2 separate regions of the Bos taurus genome follow, and region 2 is linked to region 1. A link is a contact called in public Hi-C data. All regions are on one chromosome and are shown on one strand. The core of a region is the stretch at or near the end of the contact, and the rest is flanking DNA. Distances in the headings are between cores, read along the strand shown. Region 1 holds the start of MR1 (major histocompatibility complex, class I-related). Region 2 has its middle 57 kb from the start of IER5.

What was found. Hi-C and Micro-C count contacts between places; a contact is called where the count stands out from the background.
Region 2: a contact with region 1 is called in a Hi-C map of blastocyst, with 4 times the contacts expected there. The contact joins the enhancer-like site here to the promoter of MR1 in region 1. A contact is called at or near these places in 2 of 11 Hi-C or Micro-C datasets (blastocyst and skeletal muscle).

Annotation. Positions count from the first base shown.
Region 1 is chr16:62,157,722-62,163,526 of ARS-UCD2.0, reverse strand. It overlaps MR1 (major histocompatibility complex, class I-related), which reads right to left and starts at 2,093. Exons shown (of 6, transcript NM_001190298.1): 1 at 2,033-2,093. The coding sequence starts at 2,087.
Region 2 is chr16:62,263,597-62,269,401 of ARS-UCD2.0, reverse strand. No RefSeq gene overlaps it. Among named protein-coding and RNA genes, the nearest start is that of IER5, 57 kb to the right of the region's middle. Within about 2 kb of position 3,176, at least 31 of the 102 cell types and tissues checked have an H3K27ac peak or open chromatin away from gene starts, as enhancers often do. A contact at or near this core is called in blastocyst and skeletal muscle, where this site is marked.

The sequences.
Region 1 (5,805 bases), core at 844-3,343:
CTGGGAGCAGGAGCTATGGGAGTATAAAGGCAAGAGCAGGTTACTGAAGGCTAAGGAGTCAATGAGAACACCACACTGGAAGTGATGCTGGAGTGATCTTAACATTGCTCTGTGATCTCAAACGCTCTGGTATCTCCTCCCTGCATTTCCACCCCTAGAAGCTCCCACTCAGGGCCAGCATTAGGTCCAAATATCAACAAGACCAAGTCCTTTTTCATAACTCCATCTCCCCTCTGTTAGCACTCCTCAATGCTCAGCGTGCTCAGTCAGGGTCCTGGCAGGTAATAGCCTTCACTCTAGATGAGTCACATGAAGAAACTTCAGTGGAGGGACTCTACACAGAGCTGTGAGCAAGGTTACAGGAACAAATGAGGGATGTTAGGGAACCCAGAAGCTAGCAGTTATAAGAAGCCGTTACCAGCCCTAGTGTTGTAGCGATTAGAGGAGCAAATAGTGTTCCTGAAGCCCAGTGGTAGCTAGAACCATGAAAAAGGGGCTATTCATGGAAAACTATATTGTGGAGGGACACAGCTATTATACTACCAGAGGCACTAGAGAAAGAGGGAAAAGAAGAAGGTAATACCTCAACCTCGCTTCGCTCTCTGATTGCTTTCCCTCGGCGTCTCCTATTGGGTGAACCCAAACAGAAATCAGCCTGTGAGAGAGACCGGGTGATGTCGCCTGTAGCAGTCAACGCCCCGGGACACAACACAGGGCCGAGAAGGATGCAGCGGAAGAGAAGGAGAGCCAGCACAAGGTGACCTTACCTGCCCTTCATAGGCGACTGGTTCTATTTCTCATGCTGTCAGTTATCAAAGTGCGGAGCATCCACATCCAGAGACGCTACGATTTTGTGGGAAAGCCAGGGGCTGTGGGCGGGAAGACCTGCATGTGCTTCAGACTCTGTTCATTATGTGAGCTGAGTCCACCTCTCTCGGTCTGGATCTCCTCATCGGGAAATGGGGATATTGTCTCAGCCACAAGGGTTAGTTAGACCAACACATAAAAGATTATATTTAGGGGGTATTGTGGTCATATTATTGGAGAGTTCTTTGAGAATCAAATACAGGCAATATATAGGCTTTTTACCTTCTAGAAATATCACTCCTGCCCTCTTTTTATCCTCTGTCTCTTACCTTCACCTTCAATCTTTCCCATTTCTGACTTGAATGGTAGGACTTTTCTATAGAAGTTTCTATAGAATTAGGACCTATGTCTATCTCGTCCATGGTCATGTCCCCAAAAGTGCCATCACATAGTAGGCCATCAAGAAACACACAGATATTTTGAAAGAGCTCCTTCCCATCATGCTCATACATCGTTGTCTATGATGGTAGCCCAGATGTTGTCCAGCAACCCCCTGGGAGTGCTGAACTCTAGCTGAGAAAGCAGTTGCTTAGAGCAGAGAAGCCTGTTGCTTCCAGCCCACCAGTCTTCTTGTGTATTTGGGGCAACAGAAAGCAACTGCTTCCCTAGTAACACAGGTTCCCCATACAATGAAAATCTTTTTCTACTCAGTTGATAACTCTTACACTCAGTACACAAGTCCAGAACCATGGTTTTATCTTTCTGGGATCTTGTGTTACAGGTTGGGCTTATGGTGAGGAGGATAAACAAATAAATGTGAACAATGGATCTGCTCTACTCTTCAATGCCCCTGAAACCCTGACCACATCCTCATGAGACTCACCAAGCTAGTAGGGAGGAAAAACAAAAGTGAAAGAAAAGACATGAGCAGAAAAGACAGGGAACAACGTGCAGAAAGGAAATAGGAATGAGGAAGTTACCCAGAGGGTCTTTCCAGAATGGCTTTCAACCCCTCAGAAAAGGTGGGCAACATCAAGATCCTACGCACACAAACTGGAAAACTGTATAGCTTTCCGGTTCATCACTCCAACAAGTCCTGGGTTGAATAAACACACTTTTCTGCCCCTGGCTTCTTCACTTCACCAGGAGTTTCAGGAAGACAAACTGTTTCCCAGAGGCTCCCTCAGCTGGGGAGTTTAGAGTAAAGAGAACTTGGGGTACTCACGAGCATCGCTGAGCTTCATCATTAATACAATGATGAGAGGCAATAGGAGCATCATCAGCCCCTCTAAAATCCTTCTCTTCTGATTCTTTTAACAATAACACTGATAGGTCCCTGTTGATCTTTCAAGAACCTTGTACTGCTCTCTCCGTTTTTTGGTGATTCAGCAACTGTGACATTCAAGGTCTCTCTCCCAGTCAAAACAGTGGAAATGTTGGTGTCATCAGTTGCTAGGTAGCATAGAGAGCAAGAGAAAACTAAAGGACCGCCTTCCCCAGTGACCTTTAACCCTTTGTTGGTCTGAGACACTGATTGCTCCTTTTGCTGTTCCTATCTTGGTCCTGTTACCAACTTCTAAATATTTATGGAGCACAGCTATAAGAAAGACACAGGGAACACAAAGATGAATCAGTTCTGGTCCCCCAGGGAGCTCAAAAGAAAAAGAAGCCTTTGTTTATTCCCTGGAGCTTAGGTTTCACCCAAGATCCATGAGAAAGATTCACACAAAGTTCCCAGGACTTGCTCTGGCTTCCTATAATGCTGCAGTCCACATGTCTGATATAATATGTATCCCCTAGACTATCTTGTCATTTTTAGCTTACATCTATCTTCCATGCTGCTCTAGCACCCCCAGCCCAATAGCTCAAAAATGCTCATTGAGTAAAGGAGACCTGGGGCTTTACGAAGATTCTGAGGGGCAGATGGCTTGGCTTCCTAGATTAGCAAACCTCAGCACAAAGCCACAACTACCTGGTCATCAGGAGAACACAATGACCTGGGAAACAGAAGTGTAGCTTGTTCAGGGAGTTGGAGGACAGGCCCAGACAGGAGAGAGGATGTAGAGGTGAGCGGGAGAGATGAGTGGAGGCAAGGCCACCAGGCAGGCTGGCTTGAGCTTCTGCTCAGGGACCTGGGATGTTTGCATCCTAGCTACTTGACCTTGTGCAGAATCCCAAATTGTGTTGAGGCTCAGTTTCCTCGATTTATCTATTTTGCTTTGAAAACTTTTTCTTTTGTATTGGGGTACAGCTGATTAACAAGCTATGTTGTGATAGTTTCAGGTAAACAATGAAGGGACTCAGCCATACGTATTCATGTATCCATTCTCCCCCAAACTCCCCTCCCACCCCAGACTGCCACATAACATTTAGCAGAGTGCCCTGTGCTATATGGTACATCCTTGTTGGTCATTCATTTTAAATATAGCAGTATATACATGTCCATCCCAAACTCCCTAACTATCCCTTCTCCCCATCCTTCCCTACCAGCGTCAGTCTTCTCAACTTTAAAAGCAAATCCTGGCATATATTTCACAAGGCTTGTTGAAGATTTAGATGAGGTTATGTTTACAGCGTACAAGGTAGATAGTAGAACATACCAGTTTTCTTCTGCAGTAGGTGGAATAATACCCCCTTCCTCACCCCAAAGATACCTATATTCTAATTTCTAGAACCTGTGAATTTATTACCTAGCATGGCAAAAGGGACTCAGCGATAAAATTGACTTTAAAATATTGAGATGGGGAGATTATCCAGGATTATCTGGTGGGTCCAATCTCAAGGGTGTTATAAAATTGAGACAGTCTCTAGAATTGGAAAGAGAAGGAAGAGATTCTCTCCTAGAGCCTACAAAAGGAACACAACTCTGCCATCACTTTCATTTTAGCCCCAGAGACCCACTTTTGGACACCTGACCTCCAGAACTGTAAGAGAATAAATCTATGTTGTTTTAGGGCACTTAGTTTTGTAGTAATTTGTTCTAGGAGCAACAGAAAATTACATGTCCTCCATCTCCCAAAAGAAAAAAAAGAAGCCAAATAATGAAATAATAATGATATTTAACAACTCTCAGCATCTCCTAGCACCTTCTCTTCTCGGACCTTTGTATTTCTTCCTTTCCTTCCTCCTTCCCTTCTCTTTCTTTCCCTTAATTCTTCACTTAACAAATGCAGGGCACCCCTGTGCCTCTCACTCTCAGAGCCCCCAACAGTCCCCGGGATCTCTCACTAGCACTGATGTCCCACAGCAGGGAATTCATTTCTTCTTTTGAATTTCTGTTCCTATCTTGTTACAAAACTGCATACTGTACTGCAGTCTGCAGCATTTACATTAGAAAGTAGGTATGGTGACCGTGCTTTTCATTTTTAAGTCATTTTATCCTAAGTGCAAATCAACAAATTCAACGCAGAAAACTTGAAAGCACATTAAAAAATCAGAGTAATAAGATAAAAATCACTCTTCAGAGAAAGCCAATGTTAACATTTTAGTATATGTCTTTTTAGTACTTTGCTGTGACTATATATGAATGTATACAAACACACTTTGGGGGATTCATTTTACCAAAACAGAGTTTCACATCCTAATATTATTTTGTAATTTATTTTTCACTTAACAATTTCCCAGTACCAACATGCATTTTTATAGCATAGCCTTAATAGTCTTAAATTTTTTAAGTAAATGGATTTAATAAGTGTCAGTATCTTAAAGGACAAGTGAAGACTGCCCAACTAAGCTAGAAAGCATTGGAGTGAGAAGTGTCCTATTCATTCCCCTTGGGAACTAGCTCTACCTCTGAGCAAGTGTCTAATCCTTGAACCTCAAGCTGTATTTGTCACAATAGGTTGTGTTCACCTTGTTTACTATGGGTCTACGTCTTTGGTTTTTAAACACTGTTTTATTATATATATCTTGAGGCCCTTCTGAAGAATCTGACCCATTTGCAATGGGACAAGTCATCCTCAAAAACCAAAAGACAAATTATTAAGTTAGCAAAAAAGTCTAATTCATTAAATGTATTGTGAAAGGGAGGCCTGGCATGCTGCAGTCCATGGGGTCACAAAGAGTAAGACACAACTGAGCTACTGAACTGAACTGAACTGAATGGATTGTTTTCAATATACTGTAGTGTATTTTATTCCATTCAGTAAGTAGTTTCCTCTGGGGTGTTTTAAGAAGTTCAACAGGGGTGTGTGTGTGTGTGTGTGTGTGTGCATGTGCCTGCGTTATGTCTGTGAAATCTGATTTGAGCCATTTTCAGTGATTAGGTAAAATCCATTCACCAATTTTGGGACAAGGCTAGCCCTTGTACAAATGATCAGTAAAGTACTATAGCAAAGAACATGGATTTAGGAGTCAGACAAACTTATCTTCAAATGGGGCTCTGCCACTTCATACCTATGAGACCTTAGACAAATTATCAACCTCTCCAAGCCTCAGGTTTGTCTTGTGGAATATGGGGGTCATAACAATATCTACCTTATAGAGTTGTGTGGATTCAATGAAATCAGCAGTGATGGAACCAAGAGGTGATTTGTCACTTCTTGGGACTTCTGTTATTGTTGTTTAGTTGGTAAGTTGTGTCCAACTCTTTTGTGACCCCATGGACTGTAGCCCCAAGGCTTCTCTGCCATGGAATTTTCCAGGCAAGAATACTGGAGTGGTTGCTATTTCCTTTTTCAGGGGATCTTCCTGACCAAGGGATCGAACCTGTGTCTCCTGCTTGGTGAATGTCTGCTAAGTCACTTCAGCTCAGTTCAGTTCAGTTCAGTTCAGTCGCTCAGTTGTGTCCAACTCTTTGCGACCCCATGAATTGCAGCACGCCAGGCCTCCCTGTCCATCACCAACTCCCGGAGTTCACTCACTCACATCCATCGAGTCAGTGATGCCATCCAGCCATCTCATCCTCTGTCGTCCCCTTCTCCTCCTGCCCCCAATCCCTCTCAGCATCAGAGTCTTTTCCAATGAGTCAACTCTTTGCATGAGGTGGCCAAAGTACTG
Region 2 (5,805 bases), core at 1,927-4,426, 100 kb before region 1:
TCAAAAGATGGGAATACCAGACCACTTTACCAGCGTCCTGAGAAATCTGTATGCAGGTCAAGAAGCAACAGTTAGAACCGGACATGGAACAACATACTTGGTTGTTGTTGGGACCACACATGGTTCCAAATTGGGAAAAGAGTACCTTGATCAAGGCTGTATATTGTCACCCTACTTATTTAATTTATATGCAGAGTACATCATACGAAATGCCAGGCTAGATGAAGCACAAGCTGGAATCAAGATTGCCAGGAGAAATACCGATAACCTCAGATATGCAGATGCCACCACCCTTATGGCAGAAAGTGAAGAAGAACTAAAGAGCCTCTCGATGAAAATGAAAGAGGAGAGTGAAAAAGTTGGCTTAAAACTCAACATGCAAAAAATGAAGATCATGGCATCTAGTCCTATCACTTCATGGCAAATAGATGGGGAAACAATGGAAACAGCAACTGACTATTTTCTTGGGCTCCAAAATCACTGCAGATGGTGACTACAGCCATGAAATTAAAAGACGCTTGCTCCTTGGAACAAAAAAGCTATGACCAACCTAGACAGCATATTAAAAAACAAAGACATTACTTTGCCAACAAAGGTCCATCTAGTCAAAGCTATGGTTTTTCCAGTAGTCATGTATGGATGTGAGAGTTGGACTGTAAGGAAAGCTGAGAGCTGAAGAATCGATGCTTTTGAACTGTGGTGTTGGAGAGGACTCTTGAGAGTCCCTTGGACTGCAAGGAGATCCAACCAGTCCATCCTAAAGGAAATCAACCCTGAATATTCATTGGAAGGACTGATGCTGAAGCTGAAACTCCACTATTTTGGCCACCTGATTCAAAGCACTGACTCACTAGAAAAGACCCTGATGCTGGAAAAGATTGAAGGCAGGAAGAAAAGGGGATGACAGAGGATGAGATGGTTGGATGGCATCACCTGTTCAATGGACATGAGTTTGAGTAAGCTCTGGTAGTTGGTGATGGACATGGAAGCCTGGCGTGCTGCAGTCCATGGGGTTGCAAAGGGTCAGACACGACTGAGCAACTAAACTGAACTGATGTCAGCTTTATATATGTTATCTTTTGCAATTTTTGGATGTGTTCTAAAATAGAGATGGCATTCTGTACATCTTAAAATGAGAACACTAAGCCTCACGCTGCTGCTGCTGCTGCTCAGTCACTTCAGTAGTCTCCGACTCTGTGTGACCCCATAGACGGCAGCCTACCAGGCTCCCCCATCCCTGGGATTCTCCAGGCAAGAACTGGAGTTGGTTGCCATTTCCTTCTCCAATGCATGAAAGAAAAGTGAAAGTGAAGTTGCTCAGTCATGTCTGACTTGGGGTAACATAACTTGCTAAGATCACACCTCTATTAGAGTGGAGGAACTAGGATCTCACAGTGGCTCTGCATGATTTAAGCCTTTGCATGTTTTTAGGACGCCTCTCTTATCTCTCTGCCCCAACTTGCAGCAATAAGGTCAGTCTGCCTCCTTTGGCAAAACTCCTCTTCTAGGCAGAGAGACTACATCTGCTACAGTCCACTGTCAATTAGGGAGGAGTACAGCCCAGAATTCTGGAACTGAGACGCAGCAGGCCACCAGCCACGGAAGGCCTTTGCCTGCCGACACCATATGGATGGAGACTGAGCCAAGCACTAAGGAAGAGAGAGGGGAGGGAAGTCGGGGTGGGGACTGAGGGAGTAGGGGGCAGGCACAGCAGAGTCAGGAGGAGGACTTGGACCATGGAGCCTGCGCAAGCCAGACACACCCATCCCCTGTGCCAGGCCCATCAGGTTCACCTCAGCTGTCTGACAGCTACCCTCTAATGATGCAAACAAAAGACTTCCTACAGGGAAGGTTTCGGTGTCGTTAGCCAAGGCTCAGTGGAAATCAGAGCAGACGACCCTGAGCGGGCTAGAGGCCCTTGTAGCAGCAGCCAGAGCCCACTGGCACATCTCCAAGCGCCTGCCAACTGGGCACATTATGAGAACCCTGCAGCCAAGAGATAAGGAACGCCTGATCTAGCCCCTAGAAAGGCAGGGCTTGATATAGCAGCCTGAGTAGGCTGCTAGGGAATGTCCTGGCTGAAGGCCTTTCTCTAGCCCAGAGGAGAGTGGGTGGGTGGGAAGCAGGGAGTTTATAAATAATCCCATGTGTACTGATCTGCTCAGCAGCGTTGTCTTCGCAAGCCCTGGGATCTCAGAAGGAGGGTCATTTATAGGTAATTTTAAGTTTTTTTATACTTCTGTTTTCCAAGTTTTCTACAGTGAACTTGAACTCCTTTTATAGTCAGTAAACATGACTACAATTTTAAGAAAGTGAAAAAGAGGCCCAAAAGGGGGACTGGCGGTCCACTGGTTAAAATTCCATGCTCCCTAGGCAAGGGGCAGGGGTTCAATCCTTAATCCAGGAACTAGGTCCCCAATGCCACATGGTGTGGCCAAAAAAGTAAAGTAAAATGAATAAAAAATTTTAAAGTAAAATGATCAATTAAAAAAAAAGAGAGAGGCACAAAAGGAAACCTTTCAGTTAGGAATCATCCCCCCTGCTCAGGGATGCCCCAGTCGTGGACCAATCCTCTCCTCGTTTTCTGGTCCCTCTCAGAGGAGCCTTCCTGTGCGCTGGCATTCACCTACATTGCAGGGAAGGGCCAGTTTTCTCAGCTCCTGTGTTCCTCAAGCTCTCCCTGCCCCCATTAGTTCAAGTGTCACAGTTCTTAGGTTTGATGTCATTAGATAAGGCATCCCAAGCCCTCCTCTTTGCTGGAGGGGCAGGAGGGTTACTCCCATATGTCTGTCCTGTGTGCTTCCGAACACTAGCTTGGTAATGGGGAAAAAGCGATGGAGTCCCTTATAGAGAGTGTGTTTGGCATTCTTTGGCCCTCAGGCTCCTTGTCTGTAAAGTGGGGATAATAATAGCACCTGCCTCCTAGAGATGATATTAAGATGAAAATAAAACAGTGAATGTAAAGTGCCCGACATATTGGAAATGCCAAATTAAATATTTACTGATCATCGTGCCTCTTGCTCTACACCCAGCTGCCCCTTGAATGACTACACCTACCAAATTTGGCCAAAATGACTTTCACTGTTTCCAAAAATAACTCCTCCCAGGAGGTGTGAGGATTCACCACCCAAAAACTCAATGCAGGAATTCCACAAATGCTTTGAGAGGTGACAGGCTCCTTGCAGTCCTTCAGAGAGCCTTATGAGGCACTGTCCTCGTTTGGATGTGTTTCAATGAAGGGCAGCTGGATAAACAGATAAATGAATAAACATGTTCCTTTGTACTAATGACCTTATGTAGGCTGAGTTCAGCTTAGGACTCTGGGGCAAGTTTTAGGAGATGAAAGTAGGTAGAATATCAACTGATTTCTATTTTTTGAGCAAGTGCTAGGTCCAAAAAGGCACTGTGCTAAGATTCCAAAATGGAACATTAAAAAAAGATGAAAGTCTCTGCTCTGTGAGAGATTACAGTCTAGTTGAGGAAGTAAACTGCAGATAAAGAAATAGAAAGCTTGCTCAGCAAAGTAGGATACGACCGAAGAAAGTGATGGGGTGGAGAGTTTAGGAGAGAGTTTCCTCTGGGTTCTGGAGGTCAGAGCAGGCCTTGTGAAGGAAATAAATATCACTGATAAGTGGGCACCAGGCCTGGTAGTATCTGATGCAATCAGGATAGTCTGAGAAAGAGTCTCAGGTGTTCAGGTCAGCAAGGGAAGACATGGTGTTCTTACAGGCAGATGTACACCATCTTCTTTGATCCCGACAAAAGCATTGTGTGGTTGTTGTCATTTCCGTTTTACAGATGAACTCAGAGAAGCTCAGAGAGGTTAAGTTATATGCCTGAAGTCACACAACAGAGGCAGAATCCAAACCAAGTTCTACCTGCTCCAGAGTCCACGTTATTCTACCACCCGGCACTGAGAGACCTCCCTTAAATCCAGCTCCAAGAAAAGCCCTAGGCTGCCAGTGAGCAGTAATGGGGCTCCCATTCCCTGGCTGTGGGCCCTGCGGTAGAGAAGATGCTGCCCCGTGTGGCTGACAAATTCTTTGGGGATATATAGACCTTATACTGCCTGCGAGTATCATGGAATAAGAAGCAATGATTTCTAAAGCCTAGATCGAAGTAAAAAATTGACGTCTTGTAGTTTTAAATATTTAAGCCCCTCCTTCTACTCTATCATATTTTTCCCAGTTCAGCAGTGCGTGCTATGGGCATACGGCGGGCCTAAGCCAGCTGTGTCCAGGCCAGTCACCTGGCGTCATTTTTTACTTCCCTCATCCCTCAACCAGGCACCACTGGGGGACCCAGTCAACCACTAAGTCCTGACCTCCTATCCTGAATGCATCTGCACTCCCTCTGCTGCTTTTCATTCCCGTTGCCATTCCTTGGTCTCGGCCACCATGTTCTCGGCTTGAATTTCTGCAGCAACCAGCTAACTGCTTTCCCTGCTTCCAGACTTGCTCTCATTCAGTCTCACTGCCATACCACAGTACATAGAAATTTGGCCTTACTGAGAGAAATCTGACCTTTGTCTGGGCTCCTGGAATAACCTCCAAACTCTTGGAATTTCTGCATTGAGAGGAGTACCTTTGTTATTCAAGGTGGGACCCGCCCTTATGCTAATGAGATGATTCGGTTGGGGCTGGCCATGCAGAAAGACCAACATGACAGGAATGACTGTGGCTGGGGCTTTGGGCCACAAGGTACCAGCCCAACCACCAGGCAGGGGAGGGTACCTGGAGATGAGTTTAATCATGTGGGTAATTATTAAATTAATCATGCCTGGGTAATGAAGCCTCAGTAAAAACTCTGGACACTGAAGCACAGATGACCTTCCTTAGTTGCAAGACTCATGTTTATTGTCACAGAGATGCTGGGGAGGAAACGCATCCTAGGAATACAGACACTTACTGTTTGGAACCTTCTCAGGCTCCACCCTACTGTGCTTTGATTTCAGTTTATATATTTTATGTATTTTTATCTGTTTGATTATAATAAAACACTATTCCTAAGAATAACACTTTCTTAAATTCTATGAGTTGTTCTAGCAAATTATCAAATCTGAGGGTAGTCATGGGCACCCCTGAATTTATAGCTAGCTGCTCTCAAGAGAGGTTGATTCTGAGGACCCCCAAACTTGGGGCTGGTGTCTGAAGTGAGGGCAGGCTTGTGGGAAATGTGCCTTTAACCTTGAGTTGGGCTGACACCTTGTACACAGCAAGAGGGGTTTTCTAAAATAGGACTGCGATCTTCTCACACAACTGCCTAAGACACTCAAGCGGTGTCTTACTCTCCTAGGGTGAGGTCCAAATGCCTAGATTCGGCATCCAAGACCAGTGCTGATCCAGGGCTGCGTAGGTCTCCAGTCTCACATCCTCCCAAACCCCTTCAAATTTGCCATTCCAGCCACACTGAGCCACAAGCCACGCCCTGAGTGCTCCAGGTTCTCTCATTTCCCCAGGTCTTAGAGCATGTAGCCACTCATGCCACAATGTTCTCTGCTCTCTACTTTCTCCCATGCCACTTCTCTTGGCTGATTCCCACTATCCTGAAGCGTTGGCTTAGATGCCACCTCTTCTGGGAATCCTTTCCACGCATGCTGCCTCGGGTCAGGGCTGGACACTCCCTCCTCTCAAGGCACCAGATCGTGTATTGAAACAACCTGCTTACTTGGTCCGCACCTCCAACCAGACCATGAACCTTCTGCATATGAGGACAGTATTTTCTCCTCCATCATATCCCTTGAATGCTAACACATGATTTTAAAGAGAGACATGATAACTTTGCTTGGAAGAAACCCAGTGGACA